Linked DNA regions of Mus musculus: region 2 is linked to region 1. The links are chromatin contacts, called in public Hi-C maps. All regions are on one chromosome and are shown on one strand. Each heading gives the region's core, a stretch centred on a gene start, on an enhancer-like site or on the middle of the called end of the contact. The rest is flanking DNA. Distances are from core to core; before and after follow the strand shown. Region 1 overlaps Gm38631 (a long non-coding RNA gene). Region 2 overlaps Gm29536 (predicted gene 29536).

Region 1 (6,079 bases), core at 351-2,850:
ACCTTGTATTGGAGGTCTTGGCTAGCTTTAGAGTCATAATCCGACAATGAAGTGTGATATTTGGAGAATGTCTCCTCTGTGGGACCTTAATGGCCCCCTGCCAGCTTATAACTGGCTTCCTCCAAAGAGTCTTAAACATGGAGACACAACCGACACATTCATACTTTCTCTCCATGGATGGAGCAATGACTGGAAATGGTTCAAGCTTTGTAAAGAAATAGAGCGGTTATAAGACAATGTATTGGGAATTTTCAGGATGTGGCCCTCAACCTTATTAATGCTGTGACCCTTTAGTATAGTTCTATGTGTTGTTGTGACCCCAACCATAAGATTATTTATTTACTTGCTACCCCATAACAGTTATGCTCTGCAATGCAAGCATAGAATGTGCAGTATCTGATGTGTGACTCTTGTGAAAAGGTCATTGGATCCCAAAAGGGTTGTGACCCCAGGTTGAGAACTTCTGTTCTAGAGTCACACACAGATAACAATGAATGTGTATTATACGGGGTATTTGTTAACTTGTCTTACCCACAGGGGTTGGGTAGTTTGTTAATGGCTGTCTGCATGCAGGAGAGGCTCAGAACCTGGTAGCTGGTCAGATACAAAGTCGAATGCTTCAGCATTCCCAATCTGGCACCAAGCTGCTGGTCTCCAATCCATATTCAAAGTCTGAACATGATCTTTGGGATGGCAGTGAAGGGTGGTGGCAGCACACCAGGAGAGCCAAACTCACCAGCAGCGGGGCAGGTGGCCCTTTGTGAAGGTACCGCCTGCTCTGGGGGTGGGGGGAGCATCTTCCCTCAGTTACTTCTTCCTGGAAAGTCACTGGCAGATCCCTCCTAAGGCACATCTCTCAGTTGACCCTAGACCCAATCAAGATCACCTATCACAGACATCTCAGAAGATAATAAACCAATGACAACCTTAGTGGACTTGTGTCAGCACTTCTTCAGGCCTGCACAGTGCTGTCATTTAAAGCCTGCTGCATGCTGTCATTTAAACTACCAGAGTCACTGAGCCCAGAGCACATTGACTGTTTAGTGGTTCTGGGAATCCTCCTGTCTCCACTTCCCAGCGTAGGGCTCAGTTTCGAACCACCACACCTAGCTTTCACATGAGCGTTGGGGACCTGGACTCAGGCCCTCAGTTATTTTTGGTAGTCACTTTAATCAACTGAGCCACATCTGCAGTCTCCTTTATGAGCTTTTGACATGATCTTTTCATAGGGAGGGTGTGAGGGCTGATATCATCGGCTCTGATCAGTGTGGGTTCTAGCATGCCTTACTAAGAAACCCATCTGTACGGGAAGCCTGCTAACTCAAATGTGGCTGTTGGTGTGGTGTGGACCGAAGCAGAACACAGAAGGCTAAAATTCTTAATCCCCCTTGCTTTATGGTATTACATGTTTCCCTGCATCTAGGATCCATCAATGAACAAAGCGACCACTTTTCTGTTCATCCTCTCATCACCCCAGGAAGTCAAGTTAAAGATTAAATCCCAAACCTGGCAATATTCTTAGTCATCACCACCAAGGGCTATAGACCATTAGGTTATATCAAGCCTTTGACAGGTCACTGATTTCTTAATTAGCAGCTTGTGACTCATTGCTGGAAGAGCAGGAAGCTGCTTCTGACCCTCTGCTGTCCTAATTGCCAATTGAGCTGCTCTCATGGGCTCCCTCTGCGTATTTTGAAAACCTAATACTGCCACTAGCAATTTCACGATCGTGCAGGCAACTTCTAAACATCTTTAAAGATGTCACCTCCCTGTGTTATTTCATCTAATGAGACCCGAGGGCAAGGCAACCCTGTCTTCCTCCTTCAGAACTCTGTCTGGATCCTTCGATGTCTGCTTTATTGCCACGGGGGCTGTGTTCATCTAGTCTCTGTTTCTCTGAAATGTCTTCTTGAATTTTAAGCAATTTATTTTTACCTCACTCACAGACAGAGCGCCTGAGACTCCAGACGATGCATTTTGGGACAAGTGGACTGGTATCAAAGTCCTTCCTCACAGAGGGAGCTGATCTCAATGTGAACCCCAGGACACACGTGCTGTATTCTGTCCTTCAAGAGCATCAAGTGTGTGAAGTTGCTGGGAAGAAGCAGGTGTAGACAGTTTGAAAAAGATCAACCTGAGACGACCAAGTTTCTGTGCTTAGGACATTTATAATCAAAATGGAGGGAAAGAAGTATACAAACACATTCAAAGTATGAGAATAGTCACCTGTAGGCGTTTACTCTCATAGGGAGTGTTGTCAGATCAACAGGATCCAGTTTCACCTGGTTGGATTAATCGGGGTGGGAAGAATTGTCTTTACTGTGGGCAGGCCCATCCCTCGGGCAGTGGGTTCTGGAGTACAGAACTCTGAGAAAACTGCGCACTGACATTCATTCCTCTCCCTATGTAGCCAGACTAGATTCAACGTGACCGCCTGCTTCAAGTTCCTGCTGTCTCCTCTGCCTTGCTACTGAGGGTGGCAGCTTGAAGCAAGCCCTTCCTTCCTTAGGTCGCTTGAGACCTTGTACTTTGCTAATTGTCCATTGAGCTGCTCTCATGGGCTCGCTAGAAAACCTAGTAGTGGGTATTCTGTTATAGCAATAGGAAAAGGAAATAACCCTTTCACCAAATTTCTATACAAACTAACGCGTGCGTGTGCGCACACACACAACACACACACACACACATTTTCATATATGTCATTTCTACTTATGAGTGTGCATCACCCTCTCCATCTTTCCTTGCCACTCCCTCGGCCCCACACACCTTCCTATATCCATTACCTCCTCGTCTCTGGATCCTTTGCTCCTTTCCTGTCACTTAGCTTGCCATCCTTAAATGTTAAGGCCACCCGACCCATCTCTGCTTCTCTCTTGGAATTCACTTGTTCCTTTGGACTTAACTACTGTATGACTACTTTTGCATTAAAGTACCTATCCCTGAACTCTACATGTGACCACTTTAACTTAGGTGCATATTTTACATAGTTGTCATGTGACTCTTACCGAAGACTCCCAGCATGACCCTCTGGGCCGAGATCCTTCAGGAAATCCTTTCCTTCTGACCTCCTTCACAATTGCTTTCTTTCCAGTCTCCATGTAAATGAAATCATGCAGGGTGTGCTCTGCGATGCTTAATTTCTTTCATTGCATCGTATATCTGTGAGATTCACCCAAGTTAGGTATATCAGTCACTTGCTTCTTTAAGGAAAAGATTTATTTTTATTTATATGTATGGGTGTTTGCTTATATGTATGTATGTATATGTGTATGTATATATATACCATATGTGTGCTTGATGTCCAAGGAGGCCAGAAGAGGGTGCTGGATCCCCTAGAACTGGAGTTATACATGATATTTATGTCATATGGATGCTGGGAAACACACCAGCATTTTGTACCTAATTGCCACGTGACGCATAAGGAGACGAGGTACTGGGTGATGAAGCACTTAAGCACTTAAAGTGAAGTCTCTTTGCAGCTGAGGGAAAGCAGCACTGGAAGCTGGGTCTCCTGATCCCAGGAGCTTGGGGTCTCTGCTATCAGGCCCTGTATGGATAATCTTCCCCGCCCCGCCCTTCTCCTTCCCAGACAGGTCTTTATAGTTCAGCTTTCTCTCTTAGACATGACGCCTCCCCTTAACTGCTGAAGACTGTAGTACTCAAACTGGAACTGTGACAAATGTCGCAGAGCAGAAATTAGAATGTAAAAGCAAAGCCTTACTGTAAACACAAGGGTGAGATTGCGTTTCAGAGAGTCTATGTGCGAAGGATTGGAAAGGGCTGCTCCTTCACAGGCTGTCAGAAGGCAGTTCAAGAATGGAGTCTTGTGAGGAAAAGTCTGTGTGCGTGTGAGAAAACGTCAAGAAAACAAGAGTCTTGTAACCTCAGCTTCTTAAAAACATGGAACATGTTCTTGTGCCCCTCCCACGTGTAGCAGATAGGAGTGAATTTACTCCAGATTATTCTTTACCCCTGGATATTGTTTTTTTTTGTCCATATGCCTCTATGGAGAAACATGTTTTTGCCATGTGCAGCTTGTTCTTGTGACTGCACACTTCATTGGTGTGATTCTTCTTAACTCTGAGGGTATAAATTGTCTGATGCTCTGAATAAAGTCAGCTATCGCATGGGGCTTCAGTCCACGTCATTTATCAACTCCACTCTTCCACGTCTAATCGCCTCTAGAGTGGTAAACAACAGGCGGCTTAACCTGTAACTTCTAAGAGCCTTTTCTATACCTGGTTCATGCATTCAAAGGAACAACATTTGACCCATATCTCTGCCACTGCCTCCCTCCCGGCTTCTGGCAACCACCAGCCTTTAAAAGATTCCATTTACAAGTGTGATCCTGCAATCCTTGTCTTTCTTTTTCCAAATTCTTTTGCTTAGCAAAATGCCCTCCAGGTTTATCCCCATTCTCCCAGGAGGCAAGATTTTCTTCCTTTTCATGGCTGAATAATATTCACTGCATGTGTGTGCATGCACCTGTGTATCCCCCATTTTTTTGTACATGTATCACTGATGCCTCAATCAATTCTATACTTCTGCTATAGTGAATAAGTCTACAAAGAACAGGAGACTGTGGCTATTTCTCTGAGGTACTGGCTATTCCTTCGGGGGACAAACAGACACTATGATCACAAGTTGAGATGAAAGAAGTGTTAGCCAACTTGATGGGGGGTTATGTCCCAGTACATACATGGATGCTTTAAACGGGTAACATCTTGTTGAGTAGACTTCAATAAAGCTAGGGAAAAATAAGCGCCTGGAACACTAGACTGGTTCTCTGAGTTCTGTCTCAATCTAGTTCATCAAAAGTGCTCCCCACATCTCAAAGCTTTCTCCTCTTATGGAAGCCATTGTTCTTCCCTGTCTAACATTGTTGGTGGTTATGAAGCACCACCGTCCTCCAGATTCTCTGAAATGTTCAAAAGATTTCTGTGACAATAACCCATCCAGCTACAGCTGTTCTGCCTGTCATGAAGTGTCCTGGGCTGTGGCTATCAGGTTGGAATGTTTCCTAGGGACCACCCCCCCCCCCCCCCCCGCTTTTCCCTATGTGCCCAAGGGTGTGGAGAAATGGCAGAAGGGCTCTTTCCTTTTCTCTTTGTGTCTGTGAGGTGTGGGCCCATGAGGAAAGGAACCTGGCCTCTGCTTTAATTACAGAACTGGATCACTTTAGTCTTTTTTACTAAACAGATCACAAAGTGAAATTGCTTAGGCAGAGCTGGGGGGGGGGGGGCAAGTAAGATAAAACACACGGCACAAGGTTAAGTCCTGAATGCAGAGTTTCTGGTTCTGTGGTCCTCTGCTGACAGTCATTTAAGAGACTAAAAATAAAGAAAACTTGAAGGCCTTTGCTGTAAGATTAAAGGGAATTTCCCACATAAAATTAAAGATTGGGTTAAAAGAGGCAATATTGTAGGCTGGTCTTTCTTCTTCCATGGATTCTATTCTGAGCATCTCTGAACTAAGGAACCAAGAGGACAACCTGCAGAGACTCTCCCCTTTCAAAGCCTATTTCTGCCGGTGACTCTAGGGCAAAGGAGGAATCCAGAGGCTGAGGCTGCCTGCTCCGCCAGTGGAGGGCACTTCAGTGATAATCATTTTGTGACCTGAAGCAAGCCAGGCGCTCACCAAAACAACTCATATGTGCCCCTGACCGACTGTGATTTTCCGTCCCTGTGTTTTCCTCTGTTCTCCATGGTAGATAGATGTGTTTGTCATGCGGGAAATTTGACCTCCAAGCGTTGCAGTCTAGGACCGAGTAAGAAGTTCAGAAACCATGGCAACGTGACCTTCAAGGGGATTAGGCTGTATTTTGATCGAAAGGAATACTGTTAAGACTTGTTTACGGGTTGGGGCTCCAGTCTAAAAGATGGTACTGTGAGCAGACATTTTCAGAGCTGAAGAAGCACACATTACAAGTTCTGGGTCACCCACCTTCCCACGGCATCCTGTTTTCCCAGAGCCTTTGTTGCTCTTAGCAAGCCGAAGGAAAACCACTTCCTCTGGAAGCCTTTCTGATTCCTGTCCCAGCAACAGCCCAGTAGCCTTTCCGTAGACTCCGCCCACTTAC
Region 2 (6,080 bases), core at 1,223-3,722, 470 kb after region 1:
TGTCTTTGTTTCTTTTTCTCATTTTTGTTTGTTTGGTTTGGTTTGGTTTTATACTGGTAAGAACATCAGAAAAAATGGCCAAAGGAATTGATAATAGTTATAACTTTTTTTCCATTTTCAATGGAAACTCTCTCGATGTTTTACCATTATACATGAACATTTTTAATAGAATATTTTAAAATCCAGACTTTTCTTTATTGGACTAAAAATAGTTACTCTCTCATTTTATAAGTTTTTGAAACTCCTATTTTAGCTCTGTTTCATTTTCCAGATGCCTTATTGCATGTGATGAAATGAGTATCTTCTTTCCCCACATTTTATTTTAGTCTAGTAAAATGGATCATAGTGTTTTAAAATATTGTAATTAATCCATTTGTGGGTGATTTTATGAATCACTGGATTTTATTGAGAATTTATTATTTTGAGAATTTAAAAAATATATTCATCTTAAAATTTTATCTTTAATATCTTATTTCCTACTAAAGTCTGTTGACAGTTTGGAATTACTACCTCATGAACTTAAAAATACTCTCTCTCTCTCTCTCTCTCTTTCTCTCTTCTCTCTCTCTCTTCTGTCCTTTGGATATGTTTGAGGGTTTTTTCCTCTCCATTAATATTTGGTAGAAACTTAGAGAATCCATCTGTTGCAGGCATTTGTTGTGGGGAGGTTGTCATAGAAGACAGTTTGTGAGTAGAGACAGGGTGGCACAGATGTTTCTCTTTTTTCCTGCTTTGACTCTGTAGCTGTACTTTTCCAGATATTTTCCTGTGTCTAACCTTTAGCTGTTACTGTCAAGTATCTGGTATCATCCTGTTTTCTTTCTAATGCCATGTCTGCTCTGCCATTTCTAAAAACTGGTCGTTTAGCCTTTTGTCTCTTTGCTCTCCATTAGACGGGCTAAACATTTGCAAACCTTGCCCCTACTGATTCCTCTGACACTAATATTCTACTTAGTAAGGTCTTCCATTGGTACTAGTCATTTTCCCCCATTTCACTCAATATTCTTTTCTTTCTTTGGAGGTAGATACTTCAACCCTTCGTTAAGTCTCAGCCTTTTTTGCCTATTAATAATATATATATATATATATATGTATGTATATGAAGTAAAATTTTCTTTCAGTACAAAGCTGTATATCCTACAAGGTTGGCTATGTAGATACCTTAATTATTAACAGAAAAAAATGTTTTAATTTTCACCGTATTTTCTTACTTATAAGCTAACTAAAACATGCTGTTTCATTTTCAAATATATTTTTATTTACTTTATTCATTATTTTAAGAAGAAGCTATTTATTTTCACATGTTTTTATTTATAAAAGTTTTAGAGTTATAAAAATTTGCAGACATAGTACATACCCACAATGAACACATAACTAATGGAACAGTGAGGTCGCATCACTATTGACTACTATAGGGGTGCTGTTGCTCACATGGAGTCTCAGATGACAAAGAAGTGTCAACAGGAACCGGGCCATGTATACGTATTAAAGACGCTTCTCCATATTGCCATTTGTATCTGTAGTATGACAAACATAAGCCCACGCTTGCGTCTCTACCACATTGCCACACAGATCCTTCTAGCTTCTCCTTTGCTTACCTAAAATGTTCTACTCTAGCAAAGTGCCTCTCTTGCTCTTTTTAAAAATGTGCTTGTTTTATTCTTCTCTCTCAACTTTATACATATTCATAACGTGTTTTAGCACATTCCCATTGTCCTTTTCTAGCTCTTCCACCCCACTGACGCTTGTTTTTTGGCAACAATTTCCCTCCTACTTCCATGTCCTTTTATTGCTCATCTGACCATGGGTGAGAATTCTTTTCTTGAGCAAAGGCACTGTACCTGAGGCAATAGCACTAGGAATATAACATTCTTTCCCCAGCAACAATTAACTGCATACAATTCTTCAGGAGGGGTATGGTCTTATAGATCCCTTCCTACTCTGAATGATTTCCCTTGTTCTGAAGTTTGCTGAAGTGGAAATTTCTAGTTTATTTGGAAAGCCAGTTGTGCCGCATGACGTTTTTCTGGAAACTGTCTTATGAAGGGATGTTTTGCTGAAGCAGACATGTGAGAGTACATGTAATGTTTTGTTGGAGCAGACATGTGAGAGTACATGTGATGTTTTGTTGGAGCAGACATGTGAGAGTACATGTGATGTTTTGCTGAAGCAGACATGTGAGAGTACATGTGATGTTTTGTTGAAGCAGACATGTGAGAATACATGTGATGTTTTGTTGGAGCAGACACTGGGGAGCATGTGATGTTTGGAAAGAGTATATAAATGGAACCCCATAAAGAGTGACAGGTTGCTCTTGCATTGCAACGCTGTGCAATCGTTTTCTGACCTTGCTTCTTTGCTGGTCTTCATTTTGGAGAGAAAAACACACAAAAGACCTTCTGTGGTGTTCCAACTGACTCTAGCCACTTCTGCTGACTCATGCTGACTCTGTGAAGCCTTGGGGCGGAGGGAGGTGGTTGTGCTGGATCATGCCACTGTTACTGACCTGTGTTTGGTGTTTGCTACTAAACTCTACTACTGGTATCTTGACAACAAAGAGTGGAATTGCCTCAAAAAAACTACTATTAAACAGGTCCTCAATCCCCATTTCCTATTAACTTTCTTTCTCCCCAACCTCTTGTCGCTGGATTAGAAGGAAGGTTGAGGTGTTTGAGCAGCCTACATAAAGAACGTTTAGAAAAATCTAAGCCCACAGTCTGCTTCGAACAAAGTTAATATAGTTTATCTGGAAATATTCTGATTACTGTTACCATGGTGTACTTCTTGCTCTATTATGTTAAACTTAATTTAAATATTACAGATAGAGTGAGTTTCCTATAATAAACATGTAACGAATTCTTCTTTGGTGATCTAGACTGAAACTGTTTCTCTATTGATGGATTCAGATCTTGAGAATCTTTAAGAGTGAACTGGTTCATGAAACTTTTGATCACATGTTCTTATAAGAAGAAAATTTTAATGGTTTATCTGTCTTTATCCATAATCCTGCTATTTAAATTACTTAAAATATATTTTATGTAGCAATGCTAAAATTGTATAATTAAATAATGGGTGAAGTCTGACAAACAAGAACTAGATAAATGTTGCACATTTTAAAATCTTTTTTTTTTCTGTTTTTTTTTTTTTTTTTTTTTTTTTTTGAGACAGGGTTTCTCTGTGTAGCCCTGGCTGTCCTGAAACTCACTCTGTAGACCAGGCTGGCCCTGAACTCAGAAATCTGCCTGCCACTGCCTCCCGAGTGCTGGGATTAAAGGCATGTGCCACCAATGCCTGGCAATGTTGCACATTTTAAATATTTTATTTTATAAAATAATTTTGCTTTCAATAATGTGGGAGTAAATTTCTTCCTTTCACACATCAATTAGTTTTTCTTGAGAACTAATCACAAGAAATTGTACTTTGATGACTCTCTCTAATATATATATATATGTATATATATATATATATGTACACACACATACACATATATGTGTGTATATATATATATATGTATATATATATATATATATATATATATATATATATATATGAATGAATGAGGGAGGTAGAGAGGGAGGCTGGCTGAGAACTTGCTATTTGGCAGAGGATGACCTTGGCTTCCATCTTCCAAATGTTAGGATTACAGGGTGTACCACCATGTCTCGTTCTATTTGATACTGGGGCTAGCACCTAGAGCTACCAACTTAACTACATCCCCAGTCTTGTTTTAAGTCTTTAAAAGTGAATTAATAAGTCACAGAAACTCTTCAACAGAGAGTTACACTCCAAGGTCGTAAACACTCGAATGTGGGTTTCTCTGAGAACTACTTTATATTACTCTTGACATAACAACGTTGTTCTAAGCAGTCATTTCCACAATGATATTTTGGTGGCGTGAGTTTTTCACTTATTATTGAAATGTCATCTTTACCTTGAAAGGTAGAGATTAAGTGTATTTACATAGAAATGTTGTCAAGGTTACACAACCATTTGTTGTCAGAAAAGGTCAAAACTTTTGGAATAATAAACATTTTGAAAAGCATAAATTCATGACTCATATTAAGCTCAATAACCTTTATGTACTTTCCCACATTAATAAATATTTTGGGCAAGCTAAACATTTGATATGCAGTGGGCTCTTTGCTTTTTTAAAAATTATCTCATATAATTCCTTATTTTAAAAAAACTCTTTGAATTTGCAAGTGAGGAAAACTAATTTTACATAGCAGTTTTGGAGTTTATTTTTAAGTATTTATTTATTTATTTATTTATTTATTTATTTATTTATTTAGATTTTCCAAGACAGGATTCTCTGTGTAGCACTGGGTATCCTGGAGATTTTTATGTAGACTAGACTGGCCTGAAACTCAGAGATCTACCTGCCTCTGCCTCCCAAATGTTGGGGATTAAAAGCCTGTACTTCCAACACCTGTTTTTATTGTTTGTTTATTTGTTTGTTGTTTTAATCCAACATCACTTAGAAGTGTTTTTAGGCCTGATTTCTCAGAAGATGGCCTCCAGCAACAACATTTGTTCATCAAGGGATGCATTAATAAGAGATGCCAGAGTGAATGGTTCTGTGTGTGTGTGTGTGTGTGTGTGTGTGTGTGTGTGTGTGCACGCGCGCGCGCGTGCATGTGAAGCAGAAAAGGGAGGAAGCCATAAACTGCATCTTGTGTGTGATTTTTGTGCTGTGACACAGACCTTCACCGCCTGTTTCAGTCAGGCCATGACACTCTTAGGAGATGAAATTGCACATGTTTTCCTTCAGTTTTCTACTCGATCTGAAAAGAGGCTTTAATAGCTACTAAGTAAAGAAAAGTATCCAGAAGTTGGAGGAGATGCACAATGGATGATCCAGAAGAATGGAAGAGACTGAGTGGAACACCATCAGCCTTGACTTCTGTTAATAGATAGCACACCAGGATCAAACCCAAGCACTGCAGTTCTGAACTGCACACTCTCAGTCCTCAGGCTAAACTACCGAGATAACCAACAGCCTCTGGGTGGAAAATAGACAGTCTTTCTCATCCTGTTTATCGCTTAATTGCATACACAAAGCATTATTATTTACTGAGATTTTAAAGTCATTAAAAATAACTTACAAAATTGATGACATCCTGCTATACTTTAGTTATTTGGATCCAGTCAGATTATTTTCTGTATTGGTTTTATATGTCAATTATATGGTAAATACATTTCCTATGTAGTACTATGAATATCTTACCAGTAGACTTATTTTCAGATTCCAAAGACCTTAGACTGCTCTAGGAGATATATTTGTTAGTATGGATTTACATGCAGGTATTCATAAATGCGTTCCTCTTACCAACCATATGTATGCCAATATACCCAGCCAACTGCTTTGCATAAAGGCATTTCTATAAGCTACAGTGATGTTGTGGAAATGTTGAAACTCAGAATTCTTGACCTTAGGACTCTGAGTTCTTCCTTTCTATATTGTTTTGGGGGATATGTATGTAGCTGAGCTGTTGGTCTGCTACTCCAGACTAAATGACTCAGATTTGCATCTTTGCATGGTGGTAAGGGTCCAAGATAGGTATAGGGAGCAGACTTCCAGCCAGATGGAAAGATGGAAGGAGATGAGAAGGGATTGAAGAACTGAAGGCACAGGTATATTCCATTTAGTTATTTAGTGATAACTATCAGCATGAGTAAATGCTAGGGACAGCTTTACATCTCTCTTTGACACAAGGAATGGCATCTGAACTGGCGTCAACCACCCATTGTGATAAAAAATGTGTGTTTATAGACTGACATATAAAAATGGGGCTGGAAGGTGTTAAATCTGACAGTCTTGTTTCAGGCAGACTCCACAGTAACTTCTTACTGGCTGGTTGAAAGAGGAATATTCGCTTCACAATTAGAATCAAGTTAGATCCTTACATATTTCTATTGTTGAAAATTAATACTAGCCAATACCTACATGGTATTTACTGAGTTATGGCATCTTAATGCTCATTTATTAACTTCATATATTATTTAATATACTAACCTATTAGTCTTTACTTACTACTGAAGAAATTTAGGTACAAAGAGGTTAAATAACATGTGTAATG

The links. A called contact is a pair of places that touch in the nucleus more often than the background predicts.
Region 2: a contact with region 1 is called in a Hi-C map of trophoblast stem cells, with 2.0 times the contacts expected there. The contact joins two enhancer-like sites. A contact is called at or near these places in 13 of 484 Hi-C or Micro-C datasets (cortical neurons, differentiating embryonic stem cells, embryonic fibroblasts and 6 more) and 1 of 9 other capture datasets (embryonic stem cells).

What each region holds. Positions count from the first base shown.
Region 1 is chr1:78,728,736-78,734,814 of GRCm38.p6, forward strand. The region is part of intron 2 of Gm38631 (a long non-coding RNA gene); the gene reads left to right. Gm33693 (a long non-coding RNA gene) reads right to left here. Exons shown (of 5, transcript XR_865566.2): 2 at 3,006-3,159; 3 at 1,936-2,094. Among named protein-coding and RNA genes, the nearest start is that of Gm33693, 9.0 kb to the right of the region's middle. Within about 2 kb of position 1,601, at least 2 of the 459 cell types and tissues checked have an H3K27ac peak or open chromatin away from gene starts, as enhancers often do. A contact at or near this core is called in trophoblast stem cells, where this site is marked.
Region 2 is chr1:79,195,444-79,201,523 of GRCm38.p6, forward strand. The region is part of intron 1 of Gm29536 (predicted gene 29536); the gene reads right to left. Among named protein-coding and RNA genes, the nearest start is that of Gm29536, 26 kb to the right of the region's middle. Within about 2 kb of position 2,473, at least 14 of the 459 cell types and tissues checked have an H3K27ac peak or open chromatin away from gene starts, as enhancers often do. A contact at or near this core is called in trophoblast stem cells, where this site is marked.